2 separate regions of the Mus musculus genome follow, and region 1 is linked to region 2. Evidence: chromatin contacts called from public capture Hi-C data. All regions are on one chromosome and are shown on one strand. Each heading gives the region's core, a stretch centred on a gene start, on an enhancer-like site or on the middle of the called end of the contact. The rest is flanking DNA. Distances are from core to core; before and after follow the strand shown. Region 1 overlaps Morrbid (myeloid RNA regulator of BCL2L11 induced cell death). Region 2 overlaps Acoxl (acyl-Coenzyme A oxidase-like).

Region 1 (6,313 bases), core at 98-2,597, 340 kb before region 2:
TTCCATGAGCCTATCAATGAAGCCCACACACTGTCTTACCTATCCCTCTCCTGGCTTCTTAGTTTTTGTGTGGGTTGCTAAGTGGAACCCAATGACAAAACTGGAAGACTACTATAGACACTTCTACAGGGCTGTGAGGCTGACGGGAGGAAACGGAATGCCAGAGGTCTGGCTGGCTTGAGCTCTGTTTGGTTCAGTAAAATATTGCTGTTGTTTATGTCAAAAAGTGGGAGAGAAGCCAGGCAGCCAAGCATGATAACAGAGATCTCTAATGTCAAGCACTTGCGGGGCTGGGGTAGAAAGGCCAGCCTGGGCTCTCAGGGAGTCCCAGGCCGGCCTGGGCTATATAACCTTATGAGACCCTGTCTCACAAGAACAGCAAGATCAGAAAAACAAGGTGGGAAAAAGACCGTTGGAGACACCTTGGGCTCTCAATCGGCCATACCCCTAGAAAAGGCTTCTCTGGGTTCACCCTCTTGGGGAAGACCTGGATTCTGAGTAAGGGATTTTTCTCCTAGGTTCTGAGGAAGGTCTCAGGGGTAAGGGTTTCACAGTGAAGTTTGTGCTTACATTTTATGACAGAGATGAAAAGAAACCCTGTGTCCTAGGCTCCAGCGTATTTCTTTGAGGACCCGGCATGGGGTCATTGTTCTTAGAGTCTCTGGCTCCATTTCACAGACACGTAGCACATTCTACATTCTAGGGTTGGCTATGAAGACAGGCAGTATTCTCAGAACTATTTTTAGCATTTTATTTTCTGTTCAGGGTCAAGAACTTCACCCACCTAAGTCAGGTCCCACTACATGGAATGTTCCAGAAAGCAAAACGTCCAGCTGCCTGTCTTCTATTCTAGGCCTAAGTTATTTGAATTAAATCCCAAAGCCAAATTAATTCTACATACTCTGCTGCTTCTGTGTCAGGGACATTGATTCTCCAGTTATCAGGGGTTCTTGCAGATCCCTGCAACCACAGGACTCCGAAACCACAGGGTTGCGGAGAAGATATGCAGATATCCTCTTTAATGGCAATTTCAGTTATGTTCATTAGAAAGTGTGATGCTCACCCCCGGGGGCCAGGGGCTGTCCATCTCAGTCACTCTACCCTCCCGTGGGCCTGCTTTAAGTCATCTTTCTCTGGGGTGGTGGCTTTCACAGTCATGTGAGTTTGGTACATGGCTGCCTTGAGTTTAGCTACAATATATAGTCGTGGTGTGTGTGTGTGTGTGTGTGTGTGAGAGAGAGAGAGAGAGAGAGAGAGAGAGAGAGAGAGAGAAATAAAATACCCTCTGCAAGGTCCTGTGGAGGTCACCGTCCTTAAGGACTCTGCCACCTGCAATGTGGTTGGACAAGAGTGAGTGTCCCAGGGCTCTTTTTATCGTGCAGTGACAATGTAGGGATTTCTATGGCAGAAGCTCGCGGGGTCATTTTTAAACTCGGGTGCATTGAGCATAATCGGCTAATTTTGGCTTTTAGTACTTCTGTAATTGAAGACAGACAGATTGCTAATTCGGTGTGTTTGAAACTTCCTCAAGATCGTTTGAGCAGCCTTGAGGCCAGGGTTGGTCATACTTTCATTTTAAACATAGTTATTTTCCCTCGGGGAAATGAGCAGGCCCTGCTTGGTGTGTGGTCTGGTGACTTGTTGATTTCAGAGTCCCACAGTATGGACATGAAGCCTGGTGGGGACGGCTGCTGGCTCACGGGTCACCTGACTGCCTTTGCGGAGGGTCCAGCTTTTGTTCTTATTTATAAGAAGGGTGACAAGAGGTCTTTGGTGGTGTGCCTGTGGGACTTAGCTGTTGGATTTCCAGCTTAACTGTCAAATGCAGAGTCTGATTCTCTGAGCTTGCTTTCATCTTGTTCCTAGGAAGAAATATTAGCTACTGCCCCTTTTTATGTTCTTATGTATTTCTATTCTGTATATTTTACCCTGCACAGCTATGCATGACGACAGGTCATTTGAGGCTTCTGAAAGAGAATTTTGTTAGCCAACCTCAGCTTTTTGGTGTTTTGGTTTGGTTTTGGACACCAAGTCACTAGTGACCCAATAAGAGAGACAGTTCAGAAATTAAGACGAGTTGACATTTACCTAAATCTGACTCCGTGGCCTCTGTGGCTCTGGTTTTTGTATTATTTCCTCAGACAAGCTGTAGCATTGGCCCAACATCAGAACTTTTCAGATCCAAGAGCAACACGGTGTGGACTCACTTCCTGTCCGAACTGCACGGACTTACCGACTCTGTGGGCTTTATGATGCAGAAGCAGTGTTCAATAGCTCATAAAGTTTATATCTCACACAAACTTACCTGTGATATTATTAATTACTATTTGGCTGCCTAGAAACTATTTTTCCTGTGGCCCTGTAATACCTCTTGTGGAGTAACATTGAAAAAAAAAATAAGTAAGGACCCTCATAATACAAAATAAATCTGACTTGCCTTTCTTGTCACTTACAGATGGGTTTTTAAAAAGCATCTTGCCTTTCCTATCAACAAAGCCCCCCACCCTCCCCCCCGTTTTTGTCAGTTCTTCTATTTATTTTGAAATACTAAACAATCGACTTCACTTGTCCTCGCGGCTTCTTATGTCTTGGGGGAATGACTCACTGATTTAGGCTCTCAGTCACCAGGGGCCAATGTCAGGATCCACAGAAACTTCCTGTTGTTTCGAATAGCTTCCCCCCAACCCCCTACACCCTCCCTCCTTCGAGGTGACAGAGTCTAGAGAATTCACAGGGCGTGGGGGGTGGGTCGGAGGTGGCGGGCTGGGTTATTTGACTTCTGAAATGAGTTTTAAAGTATCAGATTTAAAAGTGTGTCACTTACCAAACCCAAGATGTAGTGTGTCCCTGAGGTTTCTTGGTAGTGTTCTTGCTCCTGTGCTTCGTGCAATTAGAAAAAGAAAAAAAAAAAAATCACCTTTTGGTTTTTAGATTGTAAAAGCATCACTCCTGCCAGCAGACCTGGAGAGGGCCGTGGTGAACGGGGATTTACTTATTGCGGGACAGGGTAGCCAATAAACTGTCACCCTCTCCTGTGCTTAGGGTGTTCAGGGTATTTGTTAATGTTCAAAAAAAAAAAAAGTGGGATCACAATTCTGAGACACCAAGCGTAGATTACTTCATAGACAAAGAGTGGAAGCTGGAGATCGAGATCGGCGGGGCTGGAAGGGAGGAGGTGGGGGAGGGAGTGTAATGGGGCCAGCTTCAGTTTGAAAAGACAAAAATGTCCTAGAGAAAGGTGCTGCTGTCCATTGCGCAGCAACGTGAATGGAAACAGGACACTGAAGGACACACAGAGATGTGGTTAAAGTGCTCAGAGTGCTGTGACCATTAGCACAGTTTAAACAATGCACACACATCTGTGGAAATTGGGTGTTTGAATCACCGTGTAATAAAATATTAGCTAGATGTGATTTGTAAGAATTTACCAAAACTTCCATTCAGAATGGCTACTCTGACTATACACATGTTGTATACACTGTGGGTCTGGTTAACTAAGATGTGTGGTTTTTTTTCCCCACTTTTTTTTTTTTTTTTTAGAAATAAAGTTTAATTTTTTAATAATAAAAGAAAAAAGCCAGGTGTGGTGGTAAATGCCTTTAATTCCAGAACTCAGGAGGTAAAGACAAATTGATCTCTGTGAGTTCAAAGCCAACCTAGTCTACAAATTTAGTTCTAGGACAGCAAAAAAAAAAAAAAAAAAAAAAAAAAAAATCACTCTCTAGCTCAGAGGGTGGTCAGTGTGGGGTTCTTTGCATCCACTTCACCTGTCCCTAGGTGGGCTGTTTCTTCTTGCTGGGATTAGATCAGCCTAGGATCCCAACCTTTAATCTAGACATTTCTGTACTGTTGTTGTCTGCGGGACAAAACTTGTTGTTTTGGTTGTTTGCTCCAGCCTGAGACACCACAATGCCATCAAGCCAGGAGCCTTTCCTCGCTGATGAAGTTGTATTTGTAGTAACGCTCTCTTGTCTACAGCGAAACTGCGGCTCTTTCAGGAGGACATGAAAAACATGTCTTGTAGACTGGGTGGCTTTATGTGAACTTTGAACTAGGTAGAATCTGACCTGTGACTTAACATTTTTATTTGTATCTTTTTAAAAGTTTTTATTTAGGTTCTGAGGTTTGAGTCCTAAGCCTCTTGCATACTAGGCTAGGAGGCCCTCTACCACTGAGCTATACCCTTCTTAAAGAGTTTCAGAGTCTCACTCAGCAGCCCAGGCTGGCTTTCCACCTATGACCTATCAAAGCCTGCTGACTAGCTGAGCTACAGGCCTGGGCCATCAGCCACCCCTCCTTCTTATGTCTATTATTCTCTTGTGTGTGTGTGTGTGTGTGTGTGTATGTGTGGTATATGTGTGTTGGGTGTTAGGGGTGTGTGTTGGGTGTGTATGTGTGGTATGTATGTATGTGTTAAGCGTGCCATTTTACTAAGAGAAATACATAAATGAGAATTACCAACGTAATCTTTTCTTTTTTACAATGTTGGAGGCTGAGTCGAGGGCTTTGTACTCGCCAGGGAAGCACTGTGTCTCTGAGCTAAATCCCCAGTCCCTCCTCGAGGTGTCTATAAGTGGTCTTTATTAGCTAGAGAGCTAAAACACCATGAAACAAAGTCCACACCCACCTCTGACCTGAGAAAACTATTTCCTATGCCATTTCTAGGACAGCCCTTCAGTCTCCACCCCGGCTTCCACTCCCCTATGAGATAGTACATTCTAGAGCCAGAGCCAGTATTTTTGTAAAGCCCATGTCAGTGGAATAGACACTAATTATATTCAGCTCCACACAAGCTGGTGTCCCTGTGACCAACAATTCACATTGTTCCTGACAGGAAGCACTGTTTGAACCTAAGCGATGTTTTGTGGTAGCACATGGCTGACCACTGCCAGCACTAACAGTCCTGCTTCAAGGTGGTGACAAAATGAAGAAATTGCCTGAGTGGGGACTGCAGATGCCTTCACGTGTGGCATTGCTATCTGGGTGACACAAAACACAACAGGTTTCCCCCACCCACCCACCCACCCACCCACAAATGAGGTAGCATCGCAACCGGCAAGACAGTGCATCTTTAGATTTCTGACATACATCTTGCTGGAAAAGTTGGTTCACCCCCATCCACAGGCAGTTTAAGTATTATTTGGGGACATGTTTGACTTCATGTAGATTGGAGACTAGACATCAAACAGCATCTGAACACAGGGTGTGCAATAGTGTGAACTAGTGGCTACCTTTGTCCTTAGTTGTTGAGAGAAAAGAAGCTTGTATCTTCTAATCTGATGCCAACCCACCCCCACCTCACTCACCCACCCTTACTTTGTTCCTCTTATAAATTCTTTCTATTAGGGACCACACACATAGACTTAAGAATATATAGCTAGAAAGTACGCAGGGACAGAGAATCCTAGTGCGGGGAGAGAAAGACACAGGACATAGCTCACAAGAATTAAAGAGGGTGAGCTCCCCCGGATGCTGTCTGAGCAGGAAAAAGAACGAGAAAGTAGCTCGCCCACTCGTGAAGATTATACCCAGGAGGTATATGAAGAAGTTAGCAGGCTCAAAAGAGGGGTAACCAGACTAATGGGGTGAAACCAAGAGAATAGGTCCTGGAATGTAATATCAGAAATATGCTTCCAAACAGGGGGGGGGGGGGTTGAGTGTCCAGCAGAGTGTGAAATGGGCTTATCAGGAAAAGGAAGAAAATTACAAAGGAGGGAGGGAGGGAGGGAGGGAGGGAGAGAGAGAGAGAGAGAGAGAGAGAGAGAGAGAGAGAGAGAGAGAGAGAGAGAGAGATGGGGGTGATGAGGAATGGGGCAGGCGTGTTCCCCTGACATGACAGAGAAGGCTGAAACAAAAAGCTGAGGAACTGGAAGATGCAAACTGGGTTTGTGGCCAGAGTGAAGGGAAATGACTGATATGTGCTCAGAGTTTAGCCAGGCTGGGGCTGCTGGCCGAAGGGACAGTATTAGTGCTTTAGAAAATTCTCCAAGCAGTCCTGTAGTCTGGGTTCTGGAGACCAGCCAGCCTTCTCTGGAGCACGCGATGGGGGTTGTGGAGTCACAAGTACAAAAGTCTATAGAGCATCATTTTGAAACCCTCTTTTGACTTTTCAGATAAATTGCAGAATCATCACTAATCTTAAAACACTTTCCATTAAAACCACACTTCTTAAAAGGGCTGGAAGGATGCCCCCTCCTGCTCCCCGGAGCCTCCTTTTGTGTGTGCTCTTCCCCCACGGGCAGAGATTTATTTCATTAGCAGGGGCTCCCTGGCTACATTTACAGTCCGAGGATAAGTCTTCCTGGCTTCCTGA
Region 2 (6,046 bases), core at 1,193-3,692:
CCTTCATATAAGAAAAAGGCAGTAGGAGCATGCACACATGAACATTCATTGTGGGAAAAAAAATACAAGTGCCAGCTTAGCAAGGGGAGAAAGGGAGAGATGGAAATGGAGAAATGGAGGAAATGGAGGATGGGAAAGGTGAATGTCTAAGTTTTCCCTCATCAGGAGACAATACCTGGAACAAACAAGGGTCTGTTGCTTCTGGGTCATAGTGAAACAGAACATCATGGAGCATGCTCACTCCATGATGAGTGGAAAGGAGAGGGAGAGGGAGAGGGGGAGGGGGAGGAGAGGGAGAGGGGGAGGGAGAGGGAGAGAGGGAGAGGAGGAGGGGAACAGGGAGAGGGAGAGGAGGAGGGGAACAGGGAGGGGGGAGAGGGAGAGGAAGGGGAGGGGGAGGGAGAGAGGAGGAGGGGAACAGGGAGAGGGAGGGGGAGGGGGACAGGGAGGGGGACAGGGAGAGAGAGGGGGAGAGGGAGAGGGAGAGGGAGGGGGAGAGGGAGAGGAAGAGGGAGGGGGATGGAGAGGGAGACTCTTCAAGAATACAGCCCCAGTGACCCAGTTCCTCCAAATAAGACCTACTTCCTAGTTTCCATCATTGATCAATAATGATGGGTCCATCAATGGATTGCTCTATTGACTAGGTTTGTGTGCTCAGTCCCCTCTCAGGAGCTGCTAGCTAGGAGTCAGGTCTTCAACACTTCAGAATGTGTAGGGGTATTTTATTTTCAAACCACAACAGTAAAGCAAAACAAAAAGAAGCCAAAGAGATGTAGCTTTCTGTACAGCAATGAGGCTAGGGAACTTCACAGGTTCCCATAGAGACCCTAAAAATAATAATTTTAAAAGTAAACGGAAAAGTGAAATCAGCCACGGTATAGGGGGAGTTGAAAGAAGATTACACATCGGAACAAGTTGGTTTGCTACTCCTGGATAGAGAGCCATGCAGAAAAGTGGGAATGACCTAGTTAGAGAAATGTTGGAAATGCTGTTTTGATTTGATGATGTAGGGCTAATGTTACAGAGAAAAATACTGGATTCCAGTTAGTAAATGTGTTCCTCACCAGGAAGAGTTCTGTTAAGTTCTTGACATATACCTTGGGAACACAGACACAAACAAGGAGCAACAAATGAAAGAAAGACTTTAAAATGAACCCTATTGTTCATACTGGAGTTGGAGCCATCATTAAAAACTCATGGTTTCTAACGGTTTCTAATACATATGACTTAATATATGTTCATATTTATACGTAATCTATGGCTTTGGAAAGGAAGCAGAGGGAACCCAAGGAGAAGACACTGGATTTTAAATACAATTCTCTCCAGAGCAGCCTGGGCTCCTGATCTAGAGTTGCCAGTAACAAAGAAAAACCATGAAGTAAGTAAATGCTCAAAAAGAAAGAAAAGAAAAAGAAAGAATGAATGGAAGAGGTGTCAGGGTGTCTATGAAAGGGACATGGAGACCAAGCTAAACAAACAGCTCATCATGGCTAAAGCTATGAGTATTTTTTTCTTTTTGGATCAAAATCAAGAAGTAATCAACAGTATTGGATTATAGACCAAAGTGTAAAATAATTATTGACGAATTCATCCTGATGTAATAGGATTTCACTGAATGAATAATTTGGGGAGATACTTTTGTTTCCAAGTAATACACGTATGACAAGATGAGGGAAAGAGAAGCTCCTTCCCAGCCAAGAAGTCAGCACAGCACTTCTGGATGCAAGGAGGAGCATCTCTGGACTGTCCTCGGTCCCCTTGTACCCTTGGTGACCAACACCATGAAGAAAGCATGGGCTGTCTTGATCCAGGCAGGCAGCCAGTAATGAATGTGCCTGATTATATGATCTCAAAGACTCCTTCCAAGCTCACAGACTCCCGTGGAAATGGCCACCATTCCCATGTAATTAACAGGAGTAAAATTTTCTTTCCTCTTCTTTATTTCGAATTCCTCTTAACCTTCTCAGTCTCTTCTCAGAAAGAGAGTTTAGGGCTCTGGGTATGGGAAAGAGGGAATATTATGTGACTATTTCCTCCAAATGGAAACACTGCTTCCTGGAGCGAGGCTCAGAGGCACAGGAGCAAACACAACAAGGTGCAGGAAGCTCCTAAAACTTACAGTTCACAAGGTCTCTCCACAGGTTATATATGCTGGAACAATTGCTAAATAAGAGGAAGATTTCCAGTGAAAGTGTGCAGGGAACTCCAAAGTCATGACCCCTTCTGAGGTAGGCTTTTCAGTGACGCACCTGCCTATGTCACCCACGCCTTTGAGTGACTCCTCACCTATTGCCTTGTATGTACCTCTCACCCCAAATCGCACTGAGTTAGTAGGCTAGACTTTGGATGGAGTAATTTCTTTGGTCTATCATGGTGTCCTGTCTGGAGTGAACAGTCACTTGCTAATGTCTTTCTAGTAAAGGACATGCACAGAGAGGGTTGGAAGCGAGGGAGAAAACGTGAGTCCTGATATTAATAAGTTTCTGAGCTCCTGTGGGTGGAGAAGGGAGCAAGAGAGAAAAAAGACCAAGTAACAGGATAGTTTCATGACATAAGTCTTAGTCAGAGTTCTCTAGAGGAACAGAAACAAGGGGATGAATGAATATGAATATGTGCATGTATGCATGTATGTATGCATATGTGTGTGTGTGTGCATATGTCAAAATTTATTAAGTGGGCTTTAAAATAGCAACGATGGCCATGACAAAGAGGGAAGAGCTAAGCAAATGCTTGAGAGCACTGAAGGCTGAGAGGTGAGCACAGCCCACCGTGGGGCTTCCTGAATTTCTGTTCCTAGAACTCTGCAAACCACTGCCTACCCCTTCCTGGGCGTGACAGCCCTTCCTGGGCCATGTCATCCCTTCCTGAGCATGTCACCCCTTCCTGGGCGTGCCATCCCTTCCTGGGCCATGTCACCTCTTCCCTGTCTCAGGCCTTTCAGTATTTAAACCCTGAGCAACAGAACCTGTTTCACATCCCAGAATTTTTAAGCACTAGACAACTGAGAGGAAGTTGAAGTTTTGTATAAAGCAGCCCTTGAGTTCAACATAAACTATGAACCTGGGACATGTGACCTCTCATGGCATCTTCTGTCTCTAATGATCTGTGCCTGGAGCAAAGCTCTTGATGTTTCTGTGCCAAGAGACTTTTAGGCAAGTACCTGCTCATTCAGGTCACCATACTAGGTTTTTTGTATCTAAGAGATTTTATTTTTACTTTTTATTATGTGTGTGGGGTATAAGCATGTGAGCGCAGTGTCTGTGGAGGCCAGAATAGGACAGTAAGTTCCCTGGAGCTTGAGTTGCAGGCTCTTGTGAGCCATCTGATATGGATGCTGGGGATGGAACTCACCCTGAAAGGACAATATGTGATGCACTTTTAGCCATTGAGCTGTCTCTCTAGCCTGTTTGTTCTAAAACTTAACAAGTATGGGCTGGAAAGATGGCTCAGTAGTTACCAGAATATGCTGCTCTTGTAGTGGAAGAGGACCCTTCAGTGGTTCCCAGCACCCACACTGGGTGGATCACAGTCACCAGCAACTCCAGCTCTAGGGGATTTGTTGACTTTGGCCTCCACAGCTACCTGTGCTCCCTTGTACTTAATCCCCCACCCACACAAGTATGCATAACTGAAAATAATAAAAATAAATCTTTTACGTTTAACAAGCAGACTGCCGGCTACCACTCTGTCCTGTCTGTAGCCTCAAACGGATACAGCCAGCACTGGAGTCTCTGTCTGAGCTGACTGACAGCAATGTTTTCCTAGCTCCATCAGCCACCACCTCACCAGTGTTCTTGAAGATCCTTGATTGAGGGATGTTCTGAGTGCCCTTTGCCCAGGCATGTGCCACTCATGGGCCATCCAGTCACTACGGACACTTCTCCTTTTCTACAGATGAGAGCTGAGATGAGATCCCCAACCTCAACTCTTGGACCTGAACAAATCTATTGTCAGGCCTAAACTTGTAACAAACAGAACAGCTGCCATTGTTTGCAGAAGCTCTGTGGTATCTCAGACAGTCAGAATGCTGTGGTTGTACATCAACAACAATAAAAACCTGAGTAACAGTAGTTGTCTAAATAGAAAGTGCTACATAGTTATGCTTCTAGCAACCTTATTTCCAGACTTCCCTGATTCTCCATCTACATCTCCAAATAAAGAAAATGAGCAGTTTACTGACTTGGATTTGACGATCGCTCGATGCTCGTTTGTTTGCATACTTCTCTTCTCTTTCCTTTCTTTCTTTCTTTTTTTTTTTTTTTTAGGTATATCTTTATTTTTTTAATTTTTTAAAAAATATTTTTATTACATATTTTCCTCAATTACATTTCCAATGCTATCCCTAAAGTCCCCCATACCCTCTCCCCCACTTCCCTACCCACCCATTTCCATTTTTTTGACCCTGGCTTTCCCCTGTACTGGGGCATATACAGTTTGCGTGTCCAATGGGCCTCTCTTTCCAGTGATGGCCGACTAGGCCATCTTTTGATACATATGCAGCTAGAGACAAGAGCTCCGGGGTACTGGTTAGTTCATATTGTTGTTCCACCTATAGGGTTGCAGATCCCTTTAGCTCCTTGGATACTTTCTCTAGCTCCTCCATTGGGAGCCCCGTGATCCATCCAATAGCTGACTGTGAGCATCCACTTCTGTGTTTGCTAGGCCCCGGCCTAGTCTCACAAGAGACAGCTACATCTGGGTCCTTTCAATAAAATCTTGCTAGTGTATGCAATGGTGTCAGCGTTTGGAAGCTGATTATGGGGTGGATCCCTGGATATGGCAGTCTCTACATGGTCCATCCTTTCGTCTCAGCTCCAAACTTTGTCTCTGTAACTCCTTCCATGGGTGTTTTGTTCCCAATTCTAAGGAGGGGCATAGTGTCCACACTTCAGTCTTCATTCTTCTTGAGTTTCATGTGTTTAGCAAATTGTATCTTATATCTTGGGTATCCTAGGTTTTGGGCTAATATCCACTTATCAGTGAGTACATATTGTGTGAGTTCCTTTGTGAATGTGTTACCTCACTCAGGATGATGCCCTCCAGGTCCATCCATTTGCTTAGGAATTTCATAAATTCATTCTTTTTAATAGCTGAGTAGTACTCCATTGTGTAAATGTACCACATTTTCTGTATCCATTCCTCTGTTGAGGGGCATCTGGGTTCTTTCCAGCTTCTGGCTATTATAAATAAGGCTGCTATGAACATAGTGGAGCATGTGTCCTTCTTACCGGTTGGGACATCTTCTGGATATATGCCCAGGAGAGGTATTGCTGGATCCTCCGGTAGTACTATGTCCAATTTTCTGAGGAACCGCCAGACTGATTTCCAGAGTGGTTGTACAAGCCTGCAATGCCACCAATAATGGAGAAGTGTTCCTCTTTCTCCACATCCTCGCCAGCATCTGCTGTCACCTGAATTTTTGATCTTAGCCATTCTGACTGGTGTGAGGTGGAATCTCAGGGTTGTTTTGATTTGCATTTCCCTGATGATTAAGGATGTTGAACATTTTTTCAGGTGCTTCTCTGCCATTCAGTATTCCTCAGGTGAGAATTCTTTGTTCAGTTCTGAGCCCCATTTTTTAATGGGGTTATTTGATTTTCTGAAGTCCACCTTCTTGAGTTCTTTATATATGTTGGATATTAGTCCCCTATCTGATTTAGGATAGGTAAAGATCCTTTCCCAATCTGTTGGAGGTCTTTTTGTCTTATTGATGGTGTCTTTTGCCTTGCAGAAGCTTTGGAGTTTCATGAGGTCCCATTTGTCAATTCTCGATCTTACAGCACAAGCCATTGCTGTTCTATTCAGGAATTTTTCCCCTGTGCCCATATCTTCAAGGCTTTCCCCACTTTCTCCTCTATAAGTTTCAGTGTCTCTGGTTTAATGTGAAGTTCCTTGATCCACTTAGATTTGACCTTAGTACAAGGAGATAGGTATGGATCGATTTGCATTCTTCTACATGATAACAACCAGTTGTGCCAGCACCATTTGTTGAAAATGCTGTCTTTCTTCCACTGGATGGTTTTAGCTCCCTTGTCGAAGATCAAGT

What was found. Capture Hi-C pulls out chosen DNA fragments and counts their contacts.
Region 1: a capture Hi-C map of bone marrow-derived macrophages shows a contact between it and region 2, with 5 times the contacts expected there. The contact joins two enhancer-like sites. A contact is called at or near these places in 4 of 484 Hi-C or Micro-C datasets (CD8 T cells, bone marrow-derived macrophages, liver and 1 more), 5 of 115 datasets of contacts at active chromatin or transcription factors (acute myeloid leukemia, bone marrow-derived macrophages, effector CD8 T cells and 1 more) and 1 of 9 other capture datasets (bone marrow-derived macrophages).

Annotation. Positions count from the first base shown.
Region 1 is chr2:128,388,910-128,395,222 of GRCm38.p6, reverse strand. The region is part of intron 1 of Morrbid (myeloid RNA regulator of BCL2L11 induced cell death); the gene reads left to right. Among named protein-coding and RNA genes, the nearest start is that of Gm14010, 31 kb to the left of the region's middle. Within about 2 kb of position 1,347, at least 56 of the 459 cell types and tissues checked have an H3K27ac peak or open chromatin away from gene starts, as enhancers often do. A contact at or near this core is called in CD8 T cells, bone marrow-derived macrophages and macrophages, where this site is marked.
Region 2 is chr2:128,051,892-128,057,937 of GRCm38.p6, reverse strand. The region is part of intron 14 of Acoxl (acyl-Coenzyme A oxidase-like); the gene reads right to left. Among named protein-coding and RNA genes, the nearest start is that of Bcl2l11, 71 kb to the left of the region's middle. Within about 2 kb of position 2,442, at least 54 of the 459 cell types and tissues checked have an H3K27ac peak or open chromatin away from gene starts, as enhancers often do. A contact at or near this core is called in CD8 T cells, bone marrow-derived macrophages and macrophages, where this site is marked.